Regions from separate parts of the Mus musculus genome. Here regions 1, 3 and 4 are each linked to region 2. The links are chromatin contacts, called in public HiCAR-type and HiChIP or PLAC-seq maps. All regions are on one chromosome and are shown on one strand. The core of a region is the stretch at or near the end of the contact, and the rest is flanking DNA. Distances in the headings are between cores, read along the strand shown. Region 1 holds the start of Prss35 (protease, serine 35). Region 2 holds the start of Elovl4 (elongation of very long chain fatty acids (FEN1/Elo2, SUR4/Elo3, yeast)-like 4). Region 3 holds the start of Rwdd2a (RWD domain containing 2A). Region 4 holds the start of A330041J22Rik (RIKEN cDNA A330041J22 gene).

What was found. HiCAR-type assays count read pairs that join an accessible place to other places. HiChIP or PLAC-seq counts read pairs in DNA pulled down with a chosen protein or histone mark.
Region 1: a contact with region 2 is called in a HiCAR-type map of astrocytes, with 6 times the contacts expected there. The contact joins the promoter of Prss35 here to the promoter of Elovl4 in region 2. A contact is called at or near these places in 1 of 39 promoter capture datasets (frontonasal cranial neural crest) and 1 of 115 datasets of contacts at active chromatin or transcription factors (astrocytes).
Region 3: a contact with region 2 is called in an H3K4me3 HiChIP or PLAC-seq map of embryonic forebrain, with 8 times the contacts expected there. The contact joins the promoter of Rwdd2a here to the promoter of Elovl4 in region 2. A contact is called at or near these places in 1 of 39 promoter capture datasets (pre-B cells) and 2 of 115 datasets of contacts at active chromatin or transcription factors (astrocytes and embryonic forebrain).
Region 4: a contact with region 2 is called in a HiCAR-type map of astrocytes, with 5 times the contacts expected there. The contact joins the promoter of A330041J22Rik here to the promoter of Elovl4 in region 2. A contact is called at or near these places in 2 of 39 promoter capture datasets (cranial neural crest and hippocampal neurons), 1 of 115 datasets of contacts at active chromatin or transcription factors (astrocytes) and 1 of 9 other capture datasets (liver).

Annotation. Positions count from the first base shown.
Region 1 is chr9:86,741,974-86,744,969 of GRCm38.p6, forward strand. It overlaps Prss35 (protease, serine 35), which reads left to right and starts at 1,660. Exons shown (of 2, transcript NM_178738.3): 1 at 1,660-1,833.
Region 2 is chr9:83,804,699-83,807,659 of GRCm38.p6, forward strand. It overlaps Elovl4 (elongation of very long chain fatty acids (FEN1/Elo2, SUR4/Elo3, yeast)-like 4), which reads right to left and starts at 1,607. Exons shown (of 6, transcript NM_148941.2): 1 at 1,241-1,607. The coding sequence starts at 1,340.
Region 3 is chr9:86,570,667-86,573,366 of GRCm38.p6, forward strand. It overlaps Rwdd2a (RWD domain containing 2A), which reads left to right and starts at 1,322. Exons shown (of 3, transcript NM_001145969.1): 1 at 1,322-1,391; 2 at 2,171-2,397. The coding sequence starts at 2,197. It overlaps Pgm3 (phosphoglucomutase 3), which reads right to left and starts at 1,176. Exons shown (of 13, transcript NM_028352.4): 1 at 1,064-1,176.
Region 4 is chr9:86,693,960-86,696,718 of GRCm38.p6, forward strand. A330041J22Rik (RIKEN cDNA A330041J22 gene) reads left to right here and starts at 1,483. Exons shown (of 3, transcript NR_045835.1): 1 at 1,483-1,743. It overlaps Me1 (malic enzyme 1, NADP(+)-dependent, cytosolic), which reads right to left and starts at 1,955. Exons shown (of 14, transcript NM_008615.2): 1 at 1,714-1,955. The coding sequence starts at 1,791.

The DNA of each region.
Region 1 (2,996 bases), core at 410-2,909, 2.9 Mb after region 2:
CTGACCTTCATCCATACCTCTTGGCAGTCACGTAACATACACACCCGACAATAAATAAGTGAAATAACAGTAATAAAGGAACCATGTGCTGTGGGTTGCTATGATAATGCTCAACACATAAAACACATTATCAGGACTGAAGACCCGAGTCTAGTCTCCCAGATCCACACTGCAGAATGAAACAGATAACCTCTCTCTACAAGTTGTCTTCTGGCCTCCACCCATGTACCATGGCAAACATGTGCTCCTCATATAACCAACCAACCCACCAACCAACCAACCAACCAATCAATGAATATAGTACAAAGAACCAGTTGTTCCATGATAGACTAGGCCTGTGAACTTATTTGATTCTTTGGTGCTATGAAGGTCAGAACTGACAGAGGTAGTTTATTTTATTTTCCTCTCCCTCTCCCTCTCCCCCTCCCCCCCTCTCTCTCTGTGTTGGGGGGCTATGGAGGTTAGTCAGGGGGCAGTTGTGAGCACAGGCTCTGAGGATGAAACCTTAAGTCTTGGGCATGCTTACGTGAATGCCCCATACACTGGACTACATTCCAAATACAGGACTCGGGGTTTCTTTTCTTTGCTCCAGACCTGCTTCCCAGTAAAAGCTGAAAAAGTAAAGCTTGTTGTGTTTTATAAAAAGGAAAGAAAGAAAGAACCAGGATATGTTTGGTAGAGTGAGGTATGGTGAGGTGGAAGGGGGTGCCTCTGTGGGTCTATACTGAGGCATCCTTTCCCCCTGAGAGACCAGTCACATATATAGTATATGTGTGATATAGTATGGAGTAGAGTTTATTTTGGGCAGGGGGAAGGGAGTTTAGGAGGGAGTAGAGACAGAAAGAGAGAAGGGGGGCAAGGAGAGGAGAAGAGAGGAGGGGAGGGGAGGGGTGGGGAGGGGAGGGGTGGGGAGGGGAGGGGTGGGGAGGGGAGTGGAAGGGAGGAGAGAAGCCAGCCATGAACACGTGGAGAGAGAGAGAGAGGTGGGAGGGGAATGTTGAGAGAAGGGTACAGAGAGGGAAGAGAGCAAGAGGATAAGTAAGGAGGGGGCAAATAGCCCCCCCCTTTTTTTTTTACTGAGTCAGTCATACCTAGCTGTTGCCAGGTAACTGTAGGGCAGAGCCTAGAAGGAATGCTGACAATGCTTTCCTCATACAATCTCCATCCCAAAGGAGTGCCCCATCCCGAGGAGAGAAGAAAGGAACAGAAAGAGTGTGATGGGAATTCTGTGGAGACCGGAGTGGGAGTATGCCAAACTTGGCTCAAAATAAAGCTACAGAAGTGAATCACAGGAGGCTGCACAAGTTGCTCCCTGGGTGTCCCAGTGTCCCAGCGTAGGCTCCTCACCTCTGCCTTTGGCCTTAGATGGAGACTCTTGGGTTGGAGGTAACCATAACCTTTACTCCCTTCGTGCTAATACTGATTAAGTTGGTTTAGGCATGCTGGCCGCTCCTCCTCCTCTTGTTTTTGCTGCTTTGTTTTTAAAACATTGGTTAAAACACGCCCTGGGTGCCTACATTCTTGCGAACCCATTTAGAGTTTTTTTCTAGCTCTTAACCATCGGTGTGCAGCAGGGATGCAGTGGTGTGTAAGCAGGATCCGCCCACCCCTCCCCTCTAAGTCAGCGTCATCGCCCCTTCCCCTCCCATCTCCAGCCACTCAGTGCAGCAGCCCCACTCTCGCCTGGTCCCGGACTCGGGGAAGCTCCGCTGAGAGGACCCTGCACTCTGCTGCCCACTAGGCTCCTGGCACCTTCCGTAGCCAGTGTCTGCATCCACCCGGATCCTTGCTGGGCAGCGCCCCTGGGACGGGAGGATACAGTAAGCATCTCAGGTAAGGATGAACTCACTGCACAGGAGGGCACCCTAGAGGCTGGACCACTCCTGAACAAGGCAGGACCCACAGGAGGAACACAGAAAAGCACTAAAGAAGGGATCACAGGCTGGCTGTTTTTTAGAGATCAACCACCCTTCTTCCATTCTGAATGAGTAACGGCCACTGCAAGGTTAACATCCGAGGAGTGAGTGATGTTTGCATTGGAATACAAATGGAATGCTTTCTGCTTAAACAGTACCAGAGGGGACCCTCTTTATTTTTGTGATTATTAACAGATGTCACTGGAAAAGGTGTAAAAACTTTTCCTGGAAAGAGGTTTGTCTCTTCCCTAAGTTGCTGCCGAAGTACTTTCTGCCTCTGTCTGCCTCATTCTCTCTCTGTCGCCCTGCCCTCTCTCCTCTCCCTTCTGCCTGGGTAGCGAAATGAACAGTGGAAGACCCGTGGGACGAGGAGGTGAGATGAAGTGGAGATCTTGGGCTTGCTTTAAAGGACCAGCCAGGGGTGAGTGGATTGAAAAAATAACCAAGTATTGAGAATTACCAAAGCTGAGTGAAGGGCACATGGAGATTAAATATTTCTCTTGCCTCATCTGTGTGTTGGTGTGTGTGTATGTGTGTCTGACTGTATGTAAGTGTGTGTTAGTATATGTGTAAATATGCATGTGTGTGTACGTGTGTGTATATATGTCTGTGTCTTTCTGTGTGTGTGTGTGTCTGTGTCTGTGTATGGGTGTGTGAGATCTTGAGACCTTTTATAATAATAAGAATTTTTGGAAAGTTGCAGCAACTCCCAAGCCTGATTGATCTGACTTCCATACCATCTTCAATTTGGAAAGTCGCTCTTCAGGGCTGAGGAGATGGTTCAGCAAATAGAAGGCTTTCCTCACACACATGAAGACCTGAGTTTGGATCCCCAGAACCCACAGAAAACCAGAGGAGATAGAATACATCTGAAATCCCAGTGCCCTATAGCAGATGGGGAGAGAACATAGGAGACTCTGTGAAAGCTTCTAGGGGGTTAGCCTGGCATATGACCACACTCAAGGTTGTCTTCTGACTTCCATGGGGTTCCATTTACTCACAAGAACCAAGGCGTGCACACACATGCAGAAAGATGTTGTCTGGTATATCAAGTCTCTTCTTCCCTGTCTTTATTAATTT
Region 2 (2,961 bases), core at 357-2,856:
CTACTGGCTCTCCTACGGTCAGATGTTTGATCTCCTGAGAAATATCGCGCGTTTTAAAACAAGTCATCGAAGCCTCCAGGTCGAAAAAGCGTTTGTCTCATACAGAAACAATTCCAGCAAGCATTTTGTTCACAGCACATACATCAAATGTCATTCTGTATCAAGCTATATATAACCCACTGTCTCGATTGCCCTAGCAACAGAACACAAAAAACTAAAGAAGAAACTTTTCACTTCTAAAGAAGACAGCCATCATAACCTATATTGCTAACATCCTCCGTTGCTAGAATACAGGGTCACACTGCAAACACACAACACAAATTTAAAGCCCCAAACTATTCCCTGGGATCCTTTAAACTTAACGTTTAAGGTCTCGGAAACTTTTTAAAGCAACAAAGCAAGTGAAGAAATGTTAAAACGTGAACATTTATGTTACAATTACTTCTGCTAGGAAAACTAAGTCACTCAATGACAGCCCTGCTCTGCAAACTCAACAGCTGAAGGGAAAGTTCGCTAATTTCAGTACACTGTACTTATGCTTATGCAGGCTTCTGAGCCATCCTCTAGGTGCTGCTGCGGAGACCCCCAGCCCAAAGCCTGCCTTCTTTCCCCTCCCCCTGACGGCACTGCACTGCGCAAAGCTCTCGCAGAGGGTAGCCTAACAGATTTGCTACTGGGAAACCACAAAAAAACTAACGTTCTTCAAGAAGCTAAATAATGTTATTTTACTTTTCAGTCGAAATTATACTACAAAGAGGTTAGCTAAATGGAAGAAGATAATGAGTGGTTTGTCAAAGTCTTCAAGGAAGCTGAAGTAGCGGAGAGACAGGTATAGTCGCAGCCCTCGTCCGCCTCCAGGCCTATCGCTCTATAAGGAGTACCAGTGCATAAGATAATAGGCGAGCTCGGGAAATGCGGGCGTCAGGGCAGGGTGGTTCCTTGGCTGCACTGGTAGCATCTGGTTAAGTCAGCTCCTGCATTCGCGGAGCTGAAGAGATGGGAGTGTTGAGGGGATGGGGGGTGGGGGGGAGTACGCCTTGAGAGTCTCATCTGATTAACCAGTGCACAACCGCGAGGTCCGCGGCGCCGCATCTGCGGGGACCCGAGCGCCCCCAACAGCCTCAAGGCGCTGGGTAGGGGGCGCAGGGCCTTGCCTAGCGCTGAAGCCGGGGACTGGCGTCTGAGCCGTGGGCAGCCCAAGGAACACCCAGAGGAGATGGGTGAGGCCCCTCGCCTGTACCTGCAATGGTCCAGGTCCAGCGATAGAACTCCACGGTGTCGTTGAATGCCGTGGACATCGCGTTCAGGACGCTGCCGGGCTCTGAGTCCAGCAGCCCCATCTTGGCGAGGAGAGGTACGAGCAGCGGCGAGAAGAGAGGCTCCGATGGACCGTGGGCGACTGCGGCGGGAACCCTGCTGGCAGCGGCGTCTCCTCCTCCTCCAGGCGCCGCGACTGGGGATGCAGGCGGAGAGCAGCGGCGAACAGCAGAGACAAGAAGCCGGAGGGCGGAGGAGGAGGAGGACCAGCCACGAGCGCCCAGCGCTGCTCCTCTCTGTCGCCGCGCGCTGCCGCAGCTCCAATCCCCTCGCCCGCATCACGTGGCCGCGCGGGGCGGGGCGGCGCCTCCTCTCGCCCCGGGCGCGGGGATGCTGCGGTCGCGAGTGGTGGCCGGCTTGCGCAGGCGCGCTAAGGCCAGCCCCGGGCCACCACCTGGGCCACAGGAACGCCGCAGGGGGACACCTCGTACCCAGTCCTCCTCCCCTGCCTTCCTGCCCACGGTTACCTCTGTTCTGCCGGATGCAACGTGGGAAACCGGACGGGAAAAAGTGGGAGTTTGTGGGCAAAGATGAAGTACGCGATGCATTTCTGGTTCTTGCCTATCATTCACCTCCATCACATGTGCTTTTGCTGTCTTCGCCTGTGGCACGTGCTTGTCACCCAGACAAGGAAATGCGGGTGGTTTCACTGTAAAGGAATGCCATTTGTCTTAAGCAGCGGCAAAGGAGAGTAGTCTGTGGTCACCCCGTAAATATTATTAGCATGTAGTTAAATCCTTGTGAGTATTGAAAACAGCGACACTGGCCGATCAAAGCAATATAATTGTACCAAATTAGGCTATTGGTAGTTCAGAGAGGATGGAGCCATAAGAATAGGCTAAAAGAGTCCACTTGCACCACATGAGATTCAGGTCAATCTGAAAGGGTGATGCTGAGGAGAAAAAGAGCAGTTGACTTGTGAGAAGAAAGCAGTCTCTATGAATAAATAGCAACAACAATAACTGCAGCAACAAAATCACACTATGCCATTTTTATAGTTTCTGACATAAAGCAAGATTTCAGTGAATGGTCCAATAACAAGTTCATATGCGTTTTATTCAGATGTGCCATCCACTTTTGTTTCGGCTTTTTTTCTCCACTTGACTGATTTAGAATGCTTATTTTAGAGGTCACTGAGTCAAATGCTCAACGTTGTTAACATGAGTACTACCTGAGCCCTAACTCTGTGCTATAAATAGCAAGTCATAAATATTTATGGTGACAAAATTATAACGCACATCACTTCAGAGCATAGTGGGAGTTGTTTAAGTAGAGAGAGCTTCGGCGAGGAAGGCTAATTAAAGGTAACTGATTTGCTATATAACTCAGACCCCCACAGCCTTCTTTACATGCTTTATTCTGAAATCAACCAAATGATATGATTTATTAATTTGTCAAATCTGCTTGCCAGAATGAAGTTTCTCAAATTAAAGAATTTCTTACACCTCAATTCCTAGTTACGAATCTAGTAACTACAAAGAATTCTAGTCAAATTTCATTTCCTTTGTTAATGTGAGTATGAGTTAGGTTTCCCTTTGCTTATGGTATTGGTTGCTACCTCTGTATTGTCTTGGAGTCTTGGATGTTTTTATGATGGAGAACAGATTCCTACCCTCACCTCACAAAATGTCACCGTCTTTGCTT
Region 3 (2,700 bases), core at 72-2,571, 2.8 Mb after region 2:
GTAATGCCATCACACCATCATTTTATGTTACAGAAGGGTCAACTCCCGGTGTGGGCCTCGGTTAATCATATAAAGTCTGGTGTGCGGCCAGTGAAAGGCTGAGGCTGAAGGTCAGAAACCTGGAATCCGTGTGGCTCTTTTGCTGTTCCTCTCAAGCTAGAAAGAAACAGTCCCAAAAGAAAAACAATGGACAGTCATTTCCTCTGGTCTGAGACCCAACCCCACCCCCACCCCCATCAGCTAGGCCATCTCACAGAAGCCTCACCAATCTCCATAAAGACAGGCATGGCAGCCTTCTAAAGTAACATCAAAAACAACTAACATCTACCATGCTACTTCCAACCTGTCATTTAAAAACAAGTGAGTGTGGGATACCTCCAATTCATTCAACTCGGGTTTTCCACTTCGGCCAGCGGTGTATTTGCAGAGCCACAAACTGTACTTCCTGGGTCAGCTCTATCCTAGTTTGCCCAGAGAGGGGGTGCTGTCCCTCCGCTAACAGCCACACCTCCTCGCTTTATTGTCCTTCCTTGCTTCTATACACAACACTACCAGAAGTGTGGGGAAATGTTTGCTTTTCTCCGGTTAGTAAAATAGATCATTCCCAAGCTACTTTAGTTATCAAACTTTTGTCCACAAGGACGAATATAATTTTGTAAAAAAAAAAAAAAATGACCCGTTGGTAATGTATCCCTATTATTCATAGGGGCGTCAACCACTCCTACGAAATTCAGAACTCTCAAAGGAAAATCACAGTCATAGAACAACGGCATGCTTCCACCCTTTAATGCATTTGGAGTTCTCGAACTAATTTCGATTAGGTATGGCAATGTTTATTAAAAGCCCTAACAGTGTTTGCTTCTTTCATTCAAACTGCCACCCTTGGGGATGCATCCTGCTCCGAGCTACTGATTGACTCGCGGCTCCGCGCACTACAGCGCGAGGACCTCAGGCACCTGGGCCGCGCGCAGCGTTGGATAGGTAGGTCCGGCAGTCATGCCCCAGCCTCAGCTGCCGATGAACCCCCACCCACAGCGGCCCGGCATTCTCCACGCCCGCTCACCTAGATCTGGAGCAAGAACGTTCTCTCCACAGGCGAGACGCGGCCGCGCAGTGCGCACCAAACCAACTCTCTCAGACCTCGCAGACGTGGCCCAGCTTTGCTTCCGGCCCGACGCCCCGCCCACACCAATCACAGCCCGGAAGGGCCGCTGAACCCGCCCCTGCACCACCAAGCCCCGCCCCGACCAATCGCGGCGGGTTGGTGTCTGTGGCCCCGCCCTATGCGCCAAGCCCCGCCCCCCAGCCGTCCGCGCGCTGCTCGCGCCCGCGGAACTGCGGCTGCGGTTCGGAGCGGGTTCGGGGCTGCTTGGCTTGAGTGATCTGAAAGGGTGAGGCTAAGGCGGCTAAGGCGGGCCGAAGGTTAGCTCCCGGGGTGGACAGCTGCGCCTTTCAGCCTGGGCCTCAGGGTCCCGGGTCCCTAAAGAACGGGAGCGTTGACGTCCCTCCGACCACCGAGATCACCTCCCAGCCCAGCCCCTGCCAGGCGAGGTCAGCGTCATCCCCGCGGGTCTTCACCCGCTTAGCCCTAGGCGTCACTTTATTAAGTGGAAATGGCTGAGACCCCTCCTCCCAGCCCCTGGCTCTGCGGTGGCGTCCCTATGCACCTGCGCGAGATGCTGCACCCCACTGCGGTCCGGGGAGGCTGTCCTCCGAGGGGGCCTGCGGATGGGGGCTGGCGGCGGGGATGACCTAGAGCCCTCCCCTCCGCACTGCAGGCATCCTTCCTAGCTGCGCAGGCTTGAGATCCAAGTGGGATTCCCGGGCCGGTCCCTGGTTTTCCCGGGATTGAGGCTGACCAGGAATACAGGTGTTTGCAACCACCGGCCACGAAATCTGTCACCCGAGCACCTGTTGAAAGCGCAGACTCCAGAATGGCCGGCAAGGGTGGGAAGGAGAGACAAGGATTCTGGGGTTTGAGGGAGCATTTTAAAGGATGTTGTGCGTACTAGATTGGGGGGGGGGGGCTAGGAGAGAAATCTAAAGTGTATGGATGCGTGCCCGTAGCTCTCTACAAACAGCGGGACTGCCTCTTAGAAAAGGGACCTTGGGAAAATTTCCTGGACACCAGTCGTCATTTACAACCCCATTATTTCTGGGCCTTTTCCAGGTTTCCAAGCCGGCTGATTTGGAGACATGTCAGGGTCAGTAAAAGAAAGCCTTCAGCTTCAGCTGCTGGAGATGGAAATGCTGTTTTCTATGTTTCCTAATCAAGGAGAAGTAAAACTCGAAGATGTAAACGCCCTAACAAACATAAAGAGGTATCTGGAAGGCACCAGGGAGGCGCTCCCACCCAACATCGAATTTGTCATCACGCTCCAAATTGAGGAGCCCAAGGTGGGTGCTTTCATTGGTCCTAAGTGTTTCTGGGTGCCTATCGTGTTTTGCTTTTAATGTGTATGCGTGTTTCCCCCTCATGTATGTCTGTTCATCATGTGCATGCAGTGCCCCCTGGAGGCCAGAACTGCATGTGGGAACCTAGAATTGGACCCTGATCCTCTGGAAGAGCAGCCAGTGCTCTTAATGGCATAGCCCCAGGTATCCACTTGTTAACTGGAAAACCCAAAGCATGAGCTTCCTGTCCAGGTAACAAATAGACAATTTCAAATCCCAGGATGCGTTTGGAAGGAAAATGTACCA
Region 4 (2,759 bases), core at 233-2,732, 2.9 Mb after region 2:
CAGTATCGTTTCTACAGTGGGTATCAACTGTTACAGGTTAGCAGGAGACTCCAAACCCAGTAAAGTATGCCTTTGCTATGGGATGGGATGGGCTGGCCTGTCTACCCACTCTTAACAAACATTTCAACCTTGACTTAAGAAAATCAAACAGGTTCTGCTACTCGTGTGATCTTGTCAAGGCGACCCATGATTTCGTCATAAGTCAGGACAGGCAGGTAACACGTGAGAGCCACAAGTGGCTTTGTCACACCAAAGTTTACCTTTGTTCTAGTGAAAATAGTCCTCGACCTACAGGATAATAAAATAGGAAGAAAAAAAATTCAAACTAGCAATTACATTGATTTTGAAGGAAAAATAAGTAGGAAACTTAAAATGTTTACACTACATAGCTATAAATAATCAAATAAAGATTTGTAGAAGTCACTACAAAAAAATTACAAACTCGCCGGGCGTGGTGGCGCACGCCTTTAATCCCAGCACTCGGGAGGCAGAGGCAGGCGGATTTCTGAGTTCGAGGCCAGCTTGGTCTACAGAGTGAGTTCCAGGACAGCCAGGGCTACACAGAGAAACCCTGTCTCGAAAAACCAAAAAAAAAAAAAAAAAAAAAAGAGTCATAAAAAAATTACAAACTCAAACTAGCTATAATGCGCAAAATAATCACACGTGTTTAAGTTATTAATAATGAGCACAAGTCACCCATAACATGACTAGAGAGAAATGCTGAGGTACACTTCTTAACGAAAAAGGAGGTTCACTAAAGTGATACCCTAAAAGACTTAACAGGCCTCCATGCTGACACTCATGTCACTCTCCACATACTGAAGAAATAGGAAATCAGATATGCACACACGTGCATGCACATATGTGCGTACGTGCGTGCACGCACGCACACACACACACACACACACACACACACACCATTCTAACAACCACCCACACTATAAAATAAGACCTAGTTACTTACAAAAGCAAACTGATCATTTCTAAAATGTTCTCATTTAGGGGAGATCTTGGGTATAGGGTGGGAGGAGAGATATCACAGCATGAGAAAAGGGAACTCTGATCTGGGGCATACATTGAATTTCCTTGTAATAAGAAAAGAAAAAAAGAGGACTGGTTTAAAAAAAAATAATAACTTTCCAAAAGTCAGAATTTAGAAAGGAAAATAAATGAATAAATAAAATAAATGACTGTACCGCCGTATCATGTAAGTTTTCCCACCTAGGCATGCACGTAGGGTTCAACAAGAAACCACCCACACCATACAACCAATGTCATCCCAGAAGCCAAGAGGCCCTGGAGCCCCCACATCTTGTGGATGGGATCCCAGGCACTCAGAGGCCATCTCTGTTCAAGGCAGGACCGGTAGGACCACTTGTCTCCACAGCAGCCTCCGGTCATTGCCAGTCCAGTCACCTGGACCGGGAAGGCACGTCGCGGCTGAGCTGGCCGCCCGCCTGCCACCCTCACGGAAAACGCTCGATTCCCACACTGGTCCACACTGCCCTTCCCGGGATGGGAAAGGGGCAGACAAAGAAGAGCGGACCACAAGTTACATCGCTCCCCGGGGTCCAGCATCGGGATGCTGAGAGGCGAGGGCGCCGGCTCCGCAGTGGCCTCCCGGGTGGGACGGTCCCCTCGGTGGCACGCAGGTCCCCGCGGCCCAGCGGCCGGCTGCGGGCACAGGGCGGCTCTCGGGGCCGCGGGGCTCACCTTGTTGAGATGCGGGTCCCGCGTCAGCAGGTAGCCGCGCTGGTGGGTGTGTCGGCGGCGGGGGGCTCGGGGCTCCATGGCTGGCACGGTGGCGGGGCGGACGCGGAGTGCGGCGGGCGGCGGCCGTGCGACGGAAGGCCCCGCGGCCGGGGGCGGGCGTGGGTGGCGAGAGGGGGTGGCGAGGCGGGAGGAGCCCGCGCCTAGCCGCCGCCGCCGCGGCCGGGCGGCCCGCGAGAAGCGCTGAGTCACGGCGGCATCGGCCGAGCCGCCGTGCGAGGGGGCGGGGGCGGGGCTCCGGCCAGGCTGGTGAACGCCAAGCGAGAGACCTGGGCCCCGACGGGTGAGGGGCGGGCCGCCTCGCTTCCTCGGCTCGTCCACTGTCCTCCCCTAACCCCAACGTCCTGGGTGCCAGCCATGCCCCCGGGGCCTGATGCAGGAGGGGGATCAACTTTGACCCAGAAAGTCCAGGCCTCGATGGCACTGGGCGAGAGGGCGACTCCCCGCCTGTATCTGAATAGCATAGGAGGGGAATTTCTTTTGAACGCGATAAGAGAAGAGGTGTTAAGAGTACACGGGTCCAGTGATCAGACCTATTGAGCTTAAGAAGGACTCCCCTGAGCGTTCTGGAAACCAAGATGTTCATTTTTGCAAGACTATATGGTTTCTTCTTTGAGGAAAGAGGGTGAGAATAAAAGGTCTTCCAGTATTCAAACCCTGTGGTTGCATTATTGATATTTCTACTTAAAGATTAAAGGACTGGAGAAGTAAGTCCCATGCCACTCAGGGATGTCTGATTAAAACAGAACAGAACAATCAAGCAGCCTTCAGACACCAAAGCCTTTTCTTTTTAGTGTAATCGCATGGCCAGATTCTATGGTATTCGCCTAAACACTGAGGAATGGTTATGGGGTTATATATTGCCTAGATACCTGTGAAATGTTTTCTAATTATTTTACTTTACTCTACCAGTACAACGATAGCTTTTAGGCTATGCTTGAATTCAGAAGTTTCTTTGGCCTGGCTTTTAAATTATCTAGACTCAGTTA